Linked DNA regions of Zea mays: region 2 is linked to region 1. A link is a contact called in public Hi-C data. All regions are on one chromosome and are shown on one strand. The core of a region is the stretch at or near the end of the contact, and the rest is flanking DNA. Distances in the headings are between cores, read along the strand shown.

Region 1 (6,407 bases), core at 92-2,591:
GTGGCCGACCACTCCTCCCACAACCCACATGTTCTGTATGCACAACCAAAATCGAATTCGACGTTAACAATCACTTCAACTGAACCTGCGCATGCACGCAATGTCAGTATGTCACACGCCGTGGTCGATGGTTGTGTGTGTTTGCGAACGTGTGCTGTGCGGCGCGCGAACGTACCGTGTAGTCGTGGGGCCACCTGGTGTCGAGCTTGACGTGTGGTCGCTCACCGCCACCGGTCCACGGCGAGCTCCCCCAGCTCTGGATGATGGCCTCGTAGTTGAGGGTGAGCGAGAGGCTCGTCTGCAAGAACTGGGCGTCGGCTCCCGTGTCGCTGCTGGCGGCTCTCTCGTCCGTCGCCGTGTCCTGAGGCGATGCGTAGTCGAAGTCGATGTCCAGCATCTCGTCAGATGCCTCTAAGTCCAGCTCCAGGCCACAGGCCAGCGTGCCACTGGCTTCGCAGCACGCACTGCTGCCGTCGGTCTCCACCTTGACTTGCGTGGCATCGTCGCCCACTTCCATTGGGTCGAGGAGGCCCAGCGTCTCCATGTAAAACGACGAGTCCTCCTCGTTTCCGTCGTCCAGGCCGTGCCCGAGGAGGGCTTCCATGTCCGCGGCGAACTCCCTGAGCTCGGCGTCGGTCGGGCCGAAGTTGAAATGGCCGCTGACGGGGCAGAACTGGGCCAGCGGCGCCGCAGGATCCGGCTTCGCGGGGTCCTCGATGGCGCCGTCTTCGTTGCACACCGACGCGTCGAGAGCGAGACCGGCCGCGTCCTCGAGAGGCGGGGGCGAGCAGAACTCGGCTAGGGCGGGGTCAAGGATGGGCACGCGGTAGAGCAGCTGCTCCTCCTCGCCGCCGTTTCGCTCATCGGGTGAGTCTGAGTCCCCGCCAGCCGCATGCGGTACGACGAGGCGCCGCGACAACGCCACCTGGCCGACGCTTTTGGCGTGCCCGCCGCGCGGGGTTCGCGCCTTGCGCCCGAACCACGCGGGCACCGCCACCTCGTCGTGACGCTCGCGCTTATTAGTCGCCGTCGCTGCCGCCGCCGCCGAGCGATCTGGCGGCGTCTGCAGCGGAGACGCCGGGCACAGGCGCAGCCGCTCGTGCCGCCGCGCGAGCGGGTTCGCCGAGTGCACCGACGTGTCGCACCCTTGGCACAGGAACGCGTCGTCCGCCGCGCAGTACCACCTCGCCCGCCGCCGCAGGCACCCGTCACAGGCGCGCGCCGCCTTGCCGCCCACCGCCGCCGCCGCCTTCGCCGAGCTGCCGCGGGTCGTGGCAATCATTTCTCTTCCGAGCGGTGTGCAACGATCTTGCTACTCAGTGATGGCCGCTTGTACGCTCAATGTATTCACATGTGCCGACGTACAGTCTAGAGTTTGTATGTAGTGTACTGTAGATTTTAGAAGAAAAATGTGTGCCGAAAATATCGCGGGATTCGGTTTTGTACAACCGATTTTCGGACCCACCGTGTGCACTTTGCACTTTTCGTGTCACGGTGAGCCCCACCTGCATGTCTTATCTGCGACGTGATTGGTCGAAGGAACGCAGCATCCGGCGCGGGCGCTTGTGATTGGCGCCGACTGGATTTCCAGTGGGGTCACCACGTTTAGCTACGCAACGCCTACAGCCCTTTCCCCATCCGGCCCATCGCTCTCACGGTTGCTGTGGGTTCCGGCTGGCTGTGTAGTGTGGACCGGGCGGGCAAGGATAGTAGTCTTTCTTGGACTCATTTTCCCACAGCTAGTTATCACAAGTACGTCTTTAATTACCTACATTATGAAGTACTCCCTTCGTCTCAAAATAGTAAACCATCTATCCCAAAATAAAATTCGTTTAATTGAATATAGACGACATAAATTTTAGGAGTACAAATGATACTATTTTGAAACGGAGAGAGTATTCATTTTAGCTTTTATTTTTGATGTTTATATAGATATGGATGATCAATGTAGACACATGTGTATAAAACGTATACATCAAGTGTTGTATGGATCTATAAATTATCTAAAATGATTTTTAATTTTTAATTTGTATAGCTAGTTGGAGCAAGTATATATAATAATTGATACATACTCAAACAAATCAATATTTTTATCGATACAAAATAGATAGATGGGAAGGGAAAAGAGAGCTTAGCTCCGATGCAAGCGCGAGAAGGAATAGGAAAAAGAATGTGAGATTTCGTGTCACTTAACAATAAAAGAAGTTTTTATGGATGATACAATAGATGACAACTATTGTATAACTTGACTCTTATAACATGACTTAAGAATTAATCTATATTATAACATATCACCAAAATTTCCACATTCCCATCCGTTGAGCTTTTCTGGTAAATTCATTTTCCGAATGGTTCCTGATTGGTTTGGTGTAAGGTTGACACACACACACAAAAGTCCAAACGAGCTAAACACTAGTACAAAAAGGCTCAAAGCCTGCGGCACCCATATATTTTTACAGACGGATCCGGTTATCCACCGACTATGTTATTTCTAGTGGCGGTTCCTTAAGAAAACCGCCACTAGAAATCGTATTTCTACTGGCGGTTCCTTAAGAAAACCGCCAGTAGAAATCCATGATTTGTAGTGGCGGTTTTCTTAAGGAACCGCCAGTAGAAATACGATTTCTAGTGGCGGTTTTCTTAAGGAACCGCCACTAGAAATCATTTTTATCCTTAATTTTTCGAGTTTTTCAAACGACCTCGTATGATAAAACCACTAAAATAAAAGTTGTAGATCTCTAAAAGTTATGAAACTTTGTAGTTGACAACTTTTTTATTTGAACTCATTTCGGTTCTCAAAAATTGAATCTAAGTATGTCAAATTTAAAATTCAAATTTTGCAAACTACCTCGGATGAAAAAAGTGTCAAAATAAAAGTTGTAGAACTTCAAAAGTTATTTATCTTTGTAGTTGACAACTTTTTTTATTTGAATTCGTTTAGGGTCTCAAATAAGCAATTTACACTCAAATGGTTGTAATATGTGGAGAAAACAACTATAAACTAGACACAAGTCATGTCATAGACGGAGTGGTAGTGGAGGGTACGCGCGAGGGTGAGGTCTACGGTTCGATTCCTAACAACCGCGTAGCGCGCGAATTTTGCGCGAAAAATGCCGCGACTTGCACTGGCGGTTTATGGAATCGATTTTCACTGGCGGTTTTATTACGTCGAAATCGATTTTCACTGGCGGTCTTCAGTTACCCGCCTGTAAAAATGGTGATTTCTACTGACCTCTAGCACTGGCGGTTACGAAAAACGTCACTGTAAATATGTTTAGGACCGTCAGTATAGAGCTTATCTGTACTAGTGAAAGTGGCCTAACTCAATTTATTGCAAAGGTTTGGATTTTGCATACAAAATAAATGTTCAGATTGGGTGCAGCTGACTACATTAGGTCTTGAATGTATTGTTGTTCGTTTATGTATTCCATCCCTCATCGGAGAGGTGAGTAAACTACATATGCCATCTGTCGCATATAATGCATGATCACCGCATCCTAATTCCCTACAGCAATGGAGTGAAAGTAGACGTTCAAATTGTTAGGATAAATTTGATATTTTAAAATAGATATGCATGGAATTTGGTGATAATGTTTTCTTATAGTAACGAGCATATTATTGTACTCAGGAATAAAATTTACATAAACTTTTTAATGAATTATTTGTTCCATACAACAGAAAAACAAAAAAAACTCCGAATCTCTAAATGCGTATCCAAGTTTTATATGTATCGTTTGAGAAGATATATGATAAATTTAGGATTTGTTTTTAATGAATCTTTACAAGCTCATTGCTAAAAACAAGAATATACATTTACATTACAGATTCTATATTATGTTTGTTCGTAATCAAAGAAGAAAGACCAAAATTTCAACATTCGAATAAATATTTGTTTCCATTAGGTCCCTCAAGGAAAATATTGTGCTCTTCTTATCCAAATTTTGTAACGCGTACAAAATAACATTGGCACACCCCGAAAGGATGTAGAAAACAAATATTTGGCCGGCCATGGGTGCTGTTGTGGGTGGGGGGGGGGGGGGGGGGGGGGTCCACAAGACCGTACGAAATGTTGATGCTGTGTGCTGTGGAGTGTGGAGCACATAGTGGTTGATGACCCCTTGGCACGTAGCAGCCTGGTCAGCATGGGCTTACAAAGCACTCGGACTCACAGGGATGCCGACTTGATATGCCTGGATTATACAGGTCTTATCCAGCGAAGATAATGCCATGCAAGTTGCAGAAAATAGAAAGGGATGCCTTGTACGATGACTGTTTTCTTTCTGCAATCCGCACTCGGCTTCGGGGTCTATTTTGGGGTTTGTTTGATTCATGGCTAACTGCCACACTTTACCTAAGATTAGTCATCCGAATTGAGGAACTAACTTTAGATAGAAAAGTAGGCAAAGTATAGCAAGTTAGACAGCGAACCAAACATACCTTAAAATTGTCCATATATAGTCACAAAATTGTCGACGCGTAATACTCTGGCAGCATCAAAGTAACAAGGACTGAAAACTATATATTAACTAGTCAAGTGTTTGTGTGCTGCAACGACAAAAACAAAATACTCGAGAAAATATTAGTGCACAACGATTACATAAAAATAAATATCACTTATTATAGATCTCAATCTTATAAATTCTCTGGCAATAACCAATACAGAATTTCAAGGGGAGGTCACGGGGAGGCAGCGTGTGGAGGGAGCTTGGGGACGAAGATGGTGTGGGCCCGAAGGGAGGCGGGACGGAGAAGTGCGTATGACAGCGGGTTGATTCGTAGAATTTCAGGGGGTATTTGTAAAAGTAATCATATTATTGGCAGCTTTGATTATATCAACAACTATCCAAATTACAGCTTTTGTTTATCTGAACATTTTAGTAATCTAAAATGATGAATACATTCGTAGCAAATACATATTAGCAACATGAAATATTTTGTGGTTCACATAGGAGCGGGAGATAACCTCAACCAAAATGTTATGTGTTTCTATTTTCTAGCCAGCAGGAGCTTTGTACATAAAAAAATATTGCATAATTGAATTTTTATCAAGATAATAAGGAGTATCACTAAGTCTCTGCAACAAATAGCATCATGTGTTAAATTCACTATTTACTATAACTTTTCTGTCGAAGAAGCAATTGAGAATAGCATCGAGCCACAAACAATTGTAGTAAAAAATTGATGCTCCTTCCAAAAATTGAAGCAAAGAAAAAGAGAGGGGAAAAACAAAAATATCTGGATAGCAATAAACAATATATATATATATATATATATGCACAGGTAGCTTCACTAGATTCATGTACATCCACAATTAGCAAGGTGCTAGAACCAATTTCATGTCAAAATAGAAGGGGCCACAATCACATTTAGGTTACTTGGAGACTCACCAGACGATATGTTGTGAAGCAGAGGGGCTCAAGACGGTATGTTGTGAGGCATAGGGTCTCAAGAATAGGATGTTGGAAGTGCTGCAGCTCTAGCTCGTGGCTATCGTGGGGCGAGTTGCATAAGGCGGGTAGGACGGCGGTTGGGAACACAGGCAAGCGAGGATGGTGGGCGCAATAAGGTTGGCGCATTTGTCGAACGCGGGCTGGTGAGGGTGGGGGCGCGATAAGGCTGTTGGGCAAACACGAAATGCGTAAACAGTGGGCAGGCGAGGATGGCGGTCGTGGCATGCACGGACACGGCAAGAACGGAGCACGGCATGGATTTCGAGAGGCCGCGGTTGGAGCGCCAGCTGGCGAGGATGGCGGTCGTGATTAGAGCGCCCACGGTTACGGGTGGGTACATTGCGAGCGGATTGGTTGTGAGATTTCCGGGGCGCTCGAGCTGGTTACAAGATCCACAGTAATGGAGGCGTGGCGGAGGCGGCGCGGAGAGGGAGGTCGCGGGGAGGCGACAGGCATTGCAGCGAAGTGGGGAGGGAGGTCGCGCGGAGATCCGGACGAGCGGAGGCATGGTATAGGTGGTGTGGGGAGGGAGGTTTGGGACGACGACGTGGGGATGGTGTCACACCCAGATTTAAGGGGCAAACCCGGGCGTGAATCTAAAAGGGAAATAGTCTCAACATTTCCTATAATCGATTTTGGTGTTTGACGACCATCACAAACCTTATTGACTAACCAGTTTGCCTAGTTGATCATTTCACAGGTGCATAAGTTCATCTACAACTATTCTAAATCGACTGTCCGGAATACCGTAGATTATTCCGGACAGGAGAAGCTTTTTGGAAAAACAGACTAAACGCGGACCGTCCGGGCCCTTGCGGCGGACCGTCCGCGACACCAAAGTGAGCCTCGGACAGAACCAATGCAAAAACACAAGTCTACACTACGGACCGTCCGATGGAAAAGCAAGCACCGTCCGAGACCAAGCGCGGACCGTCCAGTCGGCGTAGAACCGAAAAA
Region 2 (6,703 bases), core at 3,805-6,304, 160 kb before region 1:
CCAGGAGATTCTTGAGCTCTCCCTGGATACGCCGCCCCTCGGTGCTGGACGCCCTGGGGTAGATGACGTGCTTCTCCGGCCAGAGGTTGGCCAGCCCATTCCTGCCCGATGTCCCGGTGGAACGGCTCAAGTGTTCCTGCTCCCTCGTTGAGCCTGGCCTGCATCTCGCGGATTTGCTCGAGCTGTGAGTCCTGACCCCCCGCAGGGACTGGGACCACAACTAGCTCCCGAAGGATGTCAACGCGAGGCGTAGGCCTAGGGGGATCACTGTTCTCCGGTATACCAAGGTGGTTGCCTTCGCCGGGACCCCCTAGATCGATGTGGAAACATTCATGACTTAGGCCGCAGTCCTCGTCGCCGAAGCTGCGGCTACCGTCGGAACAATTGGAGAGGCAGTAGTCGCATGCGGTCATGAAGTCCTGCATGGCACTGGGGTTACCAAGTCCGGAGAAATCCCAACAAACGTCGGGCTCGTCATCTTCCTCGGAACCCGAGGGCCCGTAGGTCGTGACGGCTGTCAGCCGATCCCAGGGTGACCGCATACCGTACCCCGGAGGGTTTGAACTCGCCTCTATGAAAGCGCCCACCGAAGCGAAGTCGCTTGGTGGGTCGAGGCTGAATCCAAAAGGCACGAGATGGGAATCGGTCGGTACCTCTTGGTCGACGGGCGGTGACGAAGTCACGTCAGGGGTAGACTGCACCGTCGTCTCAGGTACGAGGGTGACGCCCAGCAAGCCCTTTGCAAGCGTGCTAGCGTCGTCCGTCCGCTTGGAGTTGGCGTGTTGCGGGGAAACGGCGCTCGTCTTCGTCTCAGACGCGAGGTCGATGCCCGACGTGTCCCCCGTTGGGGCGCCGGCGCCGTCGACTCGCTCGACAGCCGACAAGGTGCCACCTCCTGCTTGGCCTTGGTTGCCCCGCCTCCTCCTCCGTCGGCGGGGGAGGCGACGGGACAAACCCGAATGTTGTTCTTCCACCACATGGGGAAGACGTCGTCGATTCCGCCGCCGGCGGGCGGGTTGTCGGCCGCCATTGTCGCTGTCGCGCGGCGGGGGAAGGAGTATCATGTCGTAGCTGCCGTCGAGGGACATGAACTCAAGACTCCCGAAACGGAGCACCGTTCCGGGCTGCAAAGGTTGCTGGAGACTATCCATCTGGAGCTTGACGGGAAGCTGTTCGTCAACACGCAGCAGGCCCCTACCTGGCGCGCCAACTTTCGGCGTTTCGACCCCGGGGGGTCCCTGGACCGACGAGTAAATTGTCGCCGCGTGCCCCAGCCCAGATGGGTCGACGCGAGACGGAGCGCGAAGGGGGGAAAAAGGGGAAACCCGCGGCCTTCGTGTTTGTCCCGCGCCCAGGTCGGGTGCGCTTGCAGTAGGGGGTTACAAGCGTCCACGCGGGAGGGAGCGAGAGGCCTGTGCGCGCGCCGTCCCGTCCTTCCCCGCGCGGCCAACCCTCTGTAAGAGGGCCCTGGACCTTCCTTTTATAGGCGTAAGGAGAGGGTCCAGGTGTACAATGGGAGATGTAGCAGTGTGCTAATGTGTCTAGCAGAGAGGAGCTAGTGCCCTAAGTACATGCCGTCGTGGCAGCCGGAGAGGTTTTGGCACCCTGTTCGTGTGATGTCGTGGCCGTCGGAGGAGCGCTGGAGTCTTGCGGAAGGACAGCTGTCGGGGCTGTCGAGTCCTTGCTGACGTCTCCTTACTTCCGTAAGGGGGCTGAGAGCCGTCGTCGTCATGGAGCATGCGGGGCGCCATCATTATTTGTTTTACCGGGGCGAGCCAGATGGGACGCCGGTCTTGTTCCCCGTAGTCAGAGCTAGCTAGGGGTAGGGTAATGATGGCCCCCCCTGTGACGTGGTCGGTCCGAGCCCTGGGTAGGGCGAGGCGTAGGCTCCTCCAAGGTCGAGGTCGAGTCTGTCTTCCGAGGTCGAGGTCGAGTCCGAGCCCTTGGGTCGGGCGAGGCGAAGACCGTCGGCTGAGGCCAGGGCGGAGTCCGAGCCCTAGGGTCGGGCGAGGCGGAGTTCGTCGTCTTCCGGGGCCGAGGCCGAGTCCGAGCCCTGGGGTCGGGCGAGGCAGAGTTCGTCGTCTTCCGGGGCCGAGGCCGAGTCCGAGCCCTGGGGTCGGGTGAGGCGGAGTTCGTCGTCTTCTGGGAATGAGGCTGAGTCCGAGCCCTGGGGTCGGGCGAGGCGGAGCTTCCTATAGCGCCCGAAGCCGGACTTGGCTGCTGTCAGCCTCACTCTGTCGAGTGGCACAGCAGTCGGAGCGGCGCAGGCGGCGCTGTCGTCTTGTCAGGCCGGTCAGTGGAGCGGCGAAGTGACTGCGGTCACTTCGGCTCTGTCGACTGAAGGGCGCGCGTCAGGATAAGGTCTCAGGCCTTCCTTGCATTAAATGCTCATGCGATACGGTCGGTCGTCGTGGTGATTTGGCCAAGGTTGCTTCTTGGCGAAGACTGGGCCTCGGGCGAGCCGAAGGTGTGTCCGTTGCTTGAGGGGGCCCTCAGGCAAGACGTAAATCCTCCTGGGTCGGCTGCCCTTGCCCGAGGCTGGGCTCGGGTGAGGCGGGATCGTGTCCCTTGAGTGGACCGAGCCTTGGCTTAATCGCACCCATTAGGCCTTTGCAGCTTTGTGCTGATGGGGGTTACCAGCTGAGATTAGGAGTCTTGGGGGTACCCCTAATTATGGTCCCCGACAGGCATATACTAGCTAGTTTGCGCAAGGGACCTTAAAACCATAGAACCGGCCCTGATACCTTAGGTGTGATATCTAGCTCAGTCTGGCCTGACAAAATTGTGGTCCGTGCGGTGCCAGTGAATCTTTCTTTGACCAAGCCTATACCGAGACACACCACAATAGGAAAAGAGGAAACATCTGATGCCCTCCTTATTTTCGACGGCATCAGGGCTAGTCGTCGAACATTAAATTTACGTCAGATGACTTCTAGTGGCTCTCGGATATAACCTTACATCCGACGACTTATTTGCCAGCCGTCGGAAATAAGACTTACGTTCGATAACTAGCAGATAAATCATCGTACATAAGCAATTCTAAGCAAACGGCGCTCGACCGCATCGTTTCGTACACACATGCCCGCCCACCTCTCTGCCCCACGCTGCTCGCCAACTTCACGATGATGCCACCAATCCACCTCGCCGGCACGCAACGCCCTCGCCGGCTCCCGCGCCCGGCCTCGCCAGCGCCCGCGTCTACCACGACGTTAGAAATAAAGTCATTTTATATGATTTGTCACCCATAACAATGTCATTTTATATGATTTGTCGCCCATAACAACGTCATTTTATATGATTTGTCACCCATAACAACGTTATTTCGTATATAATATTGTATTGGTGGCTTATTAGTTGAATTATGTAATAATGCACTATGATTCTAGTTATTCATATTATATCGTAGTGTCAACAAACGAAACCTAGGCATCACCTATTTCGACCTAACAACCTCATATGCTACGTATGTGAGGTGTGTTGGACCGAAATTTTCCCTTTATTGGATAGCTTTAGAGTGACCGATAGAGCCCATGTTTATGACAAAGGCATATGCTGTTGCGTAGTTTCGGCAGTATAACCCCTTTGTTCTCCAATTGCACAATTTTCAGGCGTGCAAATGAAGAACAACGGGGTTATGCTGCTAAAATTTCGTTCGAGCTCATGCCTTGTTAGAAACAGGCTATTTCGGTCACTCTTAGGTTGGTTTAGGACCTATCCTGTCCTATAGATGTAGGGGCGATTATAACATATGTGGGCCCTTTATACGCCTTGGCAGACGTTACCCGAGCATATTGCCGAGGAGGCATGCAAGCCGTCGGACATAAGATATTTTTGAGAGCTACTGTCGAAGATAGCGTTATCTCCGACGCTTTAAACCCGACGTACTTCTGCCGTCGTAGATTATGTTTATGCTGTACAAAATAATCTATATCCGACGGCATAGATCAAGCCATCGTAAGTTTTCTGTTTTTCTGGTGTTGTGCACGTAGGCTGTTTATACATCTACACTAGTACACATTTTATCACGATGCCTTGCCTACGAGCTTCTTCTTTTGAAGTCCTGGTTGTTTTTTTCCCCTCAAATATAAAGGAATTCAGAGGAACACATTTTATCTCGATGCCTTATCAGGGGGGGGGGGGGGGGGGGGGGGGGGCATCATGGCAAGTGTGTACTGGCCGGGATCCTTGCGGGCGCAGCTGCAACAAGCTACGGTTTTAGGTCGTTGGTTGTGCTCAAGGCGATGCAGTTTTCTTCTTCTTCTTTGAAAAGGAGCGATCGAGGTGAGCACGGACACAGGTCAAAAACGCTGGCTCGTCTCGGGCTGATTCAGGCCACCGGTCAATGCATTGAGATTTTTTTTTCTTAGAAGAGTTTGTTAGTTAGGCGCATGCATGCATGATGTGGTTATAGTATGAGCTTGAAGGACAGGAGGGTTAGGAGTATGGTAGTAGGTGTGTACTAGTGAAATGGGCCTTGATTTCAGTGCTCCCTGCCTGTGACCTATAGTGACCTCAGTGCTGCTGTGGAAAGGCAAACAGTACTCCACATGTCGAGGAATTTGAGTCGCTCGGCTGTTTGTCAGCTGTAGGGCTGATTTGGTGATTAGTGATCCTAGGGATCCATGGGGGAGGAATTTTCTTGCAATTCAATTTTGAATAGCAAGAGGATTTCTTCCCCTCGGGATCCCCGGTCACCAAATCAACCCGTAGAGGTTGGAGTTTGGAACTGTGGACTGAATTTGAACAACGTACGTACAGCTGTTCTGAGCCATATCGGGATTATTCTAGAAGCCAGCTAGGCAGATCTGGCACAGTACGTGAGCCATGCAGAGCTGACGACGATCAACAACTATTCGGTGCTATTGGTTATTCAGATATGAATAGGAAGGCTGGCCATGGACAGCAGGCTCAGCGGTATGCTTCACCAACCGGGAGTTTAAACAGCTTAACGAGCCTGTCTCCGCGCTATCTATCTCTCCCCACAGCTCTACACCCACCCACCCCTTCCCAACACGAGGGACCGCTACTAGCTAGTTGCACTGGCATTCTCGTCTGCAGGCAACGGGACATGGAAGGTCTGATCTGCTGCCCCGTCAGTCGTCCCCTCTTCTTCCCAGCTGCTAGCTCCAGGCTTTCCACAAACTTTCTTCTGCTTGCTTTTTGTCTGGCGCGCGCACTGGTGCCTATATATATATGTGCCATCGCATGTGTAGAAAAAACGCAGGTCTGGTATCCGTCGTCCGACCTTTTTTCCTGGACACTCTAGCACAACAAGTGATACGAGACCGGTGACGTACGGGACGCGCCAAATAAAAAAAACTTGTGAAGGGTTGGCGCAGTTTCCTCGTTTCAACGAAGAAAAGGTGGAGGACAGGACAGAAACGGCCACCTCGTGCTTGTGTTCCGGTCTCCCGTTACCCAAGTCCGCCGGCGGAGATCAATTCAATTCAGCTCGACGAATAACCACCAGATGGACGACGCGGTACGGTGGCGAATACACTGTGCCGAACGGGACGTACTGCATGCACGAGCGCAACGGCGTTCACGTCATTACCGGGTCACGTTCACGTCATTACTGGGTCAGGGGTGGATGGAGATGAAGATGGTCGATGTGGCAACGATGACTTCCTGTGATTGATTGAGCACTGGAAAGCAAGCCGCCGATTATATGGATGGGGGCATGGGGCCACCACCAATTCGCACGCCGAGCTGAGGGTTTCCGGTTGCCAAGAGCCGGAGGGGATTGGGAAGTTGCAAGAGAGATGATGTGGTCGGAATAATCGGATAGGCGATCGGTTGATTAATTGGTTGGTTGGCGATGATCATCGAGAGCGTCGATCTGGGAGGACTGCTCTTGGTTTTGCAGTCGCAGGCTCTCTCACGCTTCATGCTAAATGCCAGGTTCTAGTTGCACTGCGTACGTGTAAAGTTGAAGGTTCAAAGTTGAAAACGATGCAAATTAACAAAGAGACTATGACTAACTAACTGCCCTAGCTCCCAACGATCTGGAGAGGTGTGCGTGTGCGCAGTTATTTCTATGCGAGATTTAAACGACGACCTCTGGGCTCCCTTCTCCTTGTCCCCATGAATCATGTTTCTTAGATCGTGCTCGGTCGAGCTACCCATACATGTACGCATCACGCATTGGCAGTCCAGATGCAACTGTTTTGGTATCTTGTGGGGCTGCACGTCGGTGAGGTCTCACACCAATATATGCAGAAATGGCGGACGGCATGCGCGCGCGCGCCGAACACTGTGCAGTTTGACCCATCAGGAAACCTGTCCGTTAAGCGCATCACGCATTGGTATCTTTGTCCACCGTCCGGCTCTAGGCACACTATTGCACTCGGCAAGCGCGCGTTAGAAGCCGATGACAGCTGACCACCGTTAACTATGTCGAGTATCCAACACTAGTTCAAAAGAGCTTTAAACCCGTGGTGGAGTCTAATTATATTTTTACATGCAGTTTCGGTCTCAAACGTTGGTGATATATAGAATATAGTTGGTCCCAATCCTAAAACCACCAGTGGAAACAGATTTGCACTAGGAGTTCATTTAATAAAATCGCCAGTGTAAATCCTCCATTTCTACTGACATTTTAGTTATTTGAACCGCCAATGAAAATGAACGATTTTCGCTAGCGAGCGTTTTATTAATCGAACTGCTAGTGAAAACATTTTTTGTTGGTGCAATAGATTTCAAT

Evidence for each region. Hi-C and Micro-C count contacts between places; a contact is called where the count stands out from the background.
Region 2: a Hi-C map of ear shows a contact between it and region 1, with 1.6 times the contacts expected there. The contact joins the enhancer-like site here to the promoter of LOC100272654 in region 1. A contact is called at or near these places in 2 of 25 Hi-C or Micro-C datasets (ear and tassel).

The regions. Positions count from the first base shown.
Region 1 is chr6:128,281,263-128,287,669 of Zm-B73-REFERENCE-NAM-5.0, reverse strand. It overlaps LOC100272654, which reads right to left and starts at 1,341. Exons shown (of 2, transcript NM_001147112.1): 1 at 176-1,341; 2 at 1-33. The coding sequence starts at 1,282.
Region 2 is chr6:128,446,217-128,452,919 of Zm-B73-REFERENCE-NAM-5.0, reverse strand. No RefSeq gene overlaps it. Among protein-coding and RNA genes, the nearest start is that of LOC100501575, 62 kb to the left of the region's middle. Within about 2 kb of position 5,054, at least 15 of the 20 cell types and tissues checked have an H3K27ac peak or open chromatin away from gene starts, as enhancers often do. A contact at or near this core is called in ear, where this site is marked.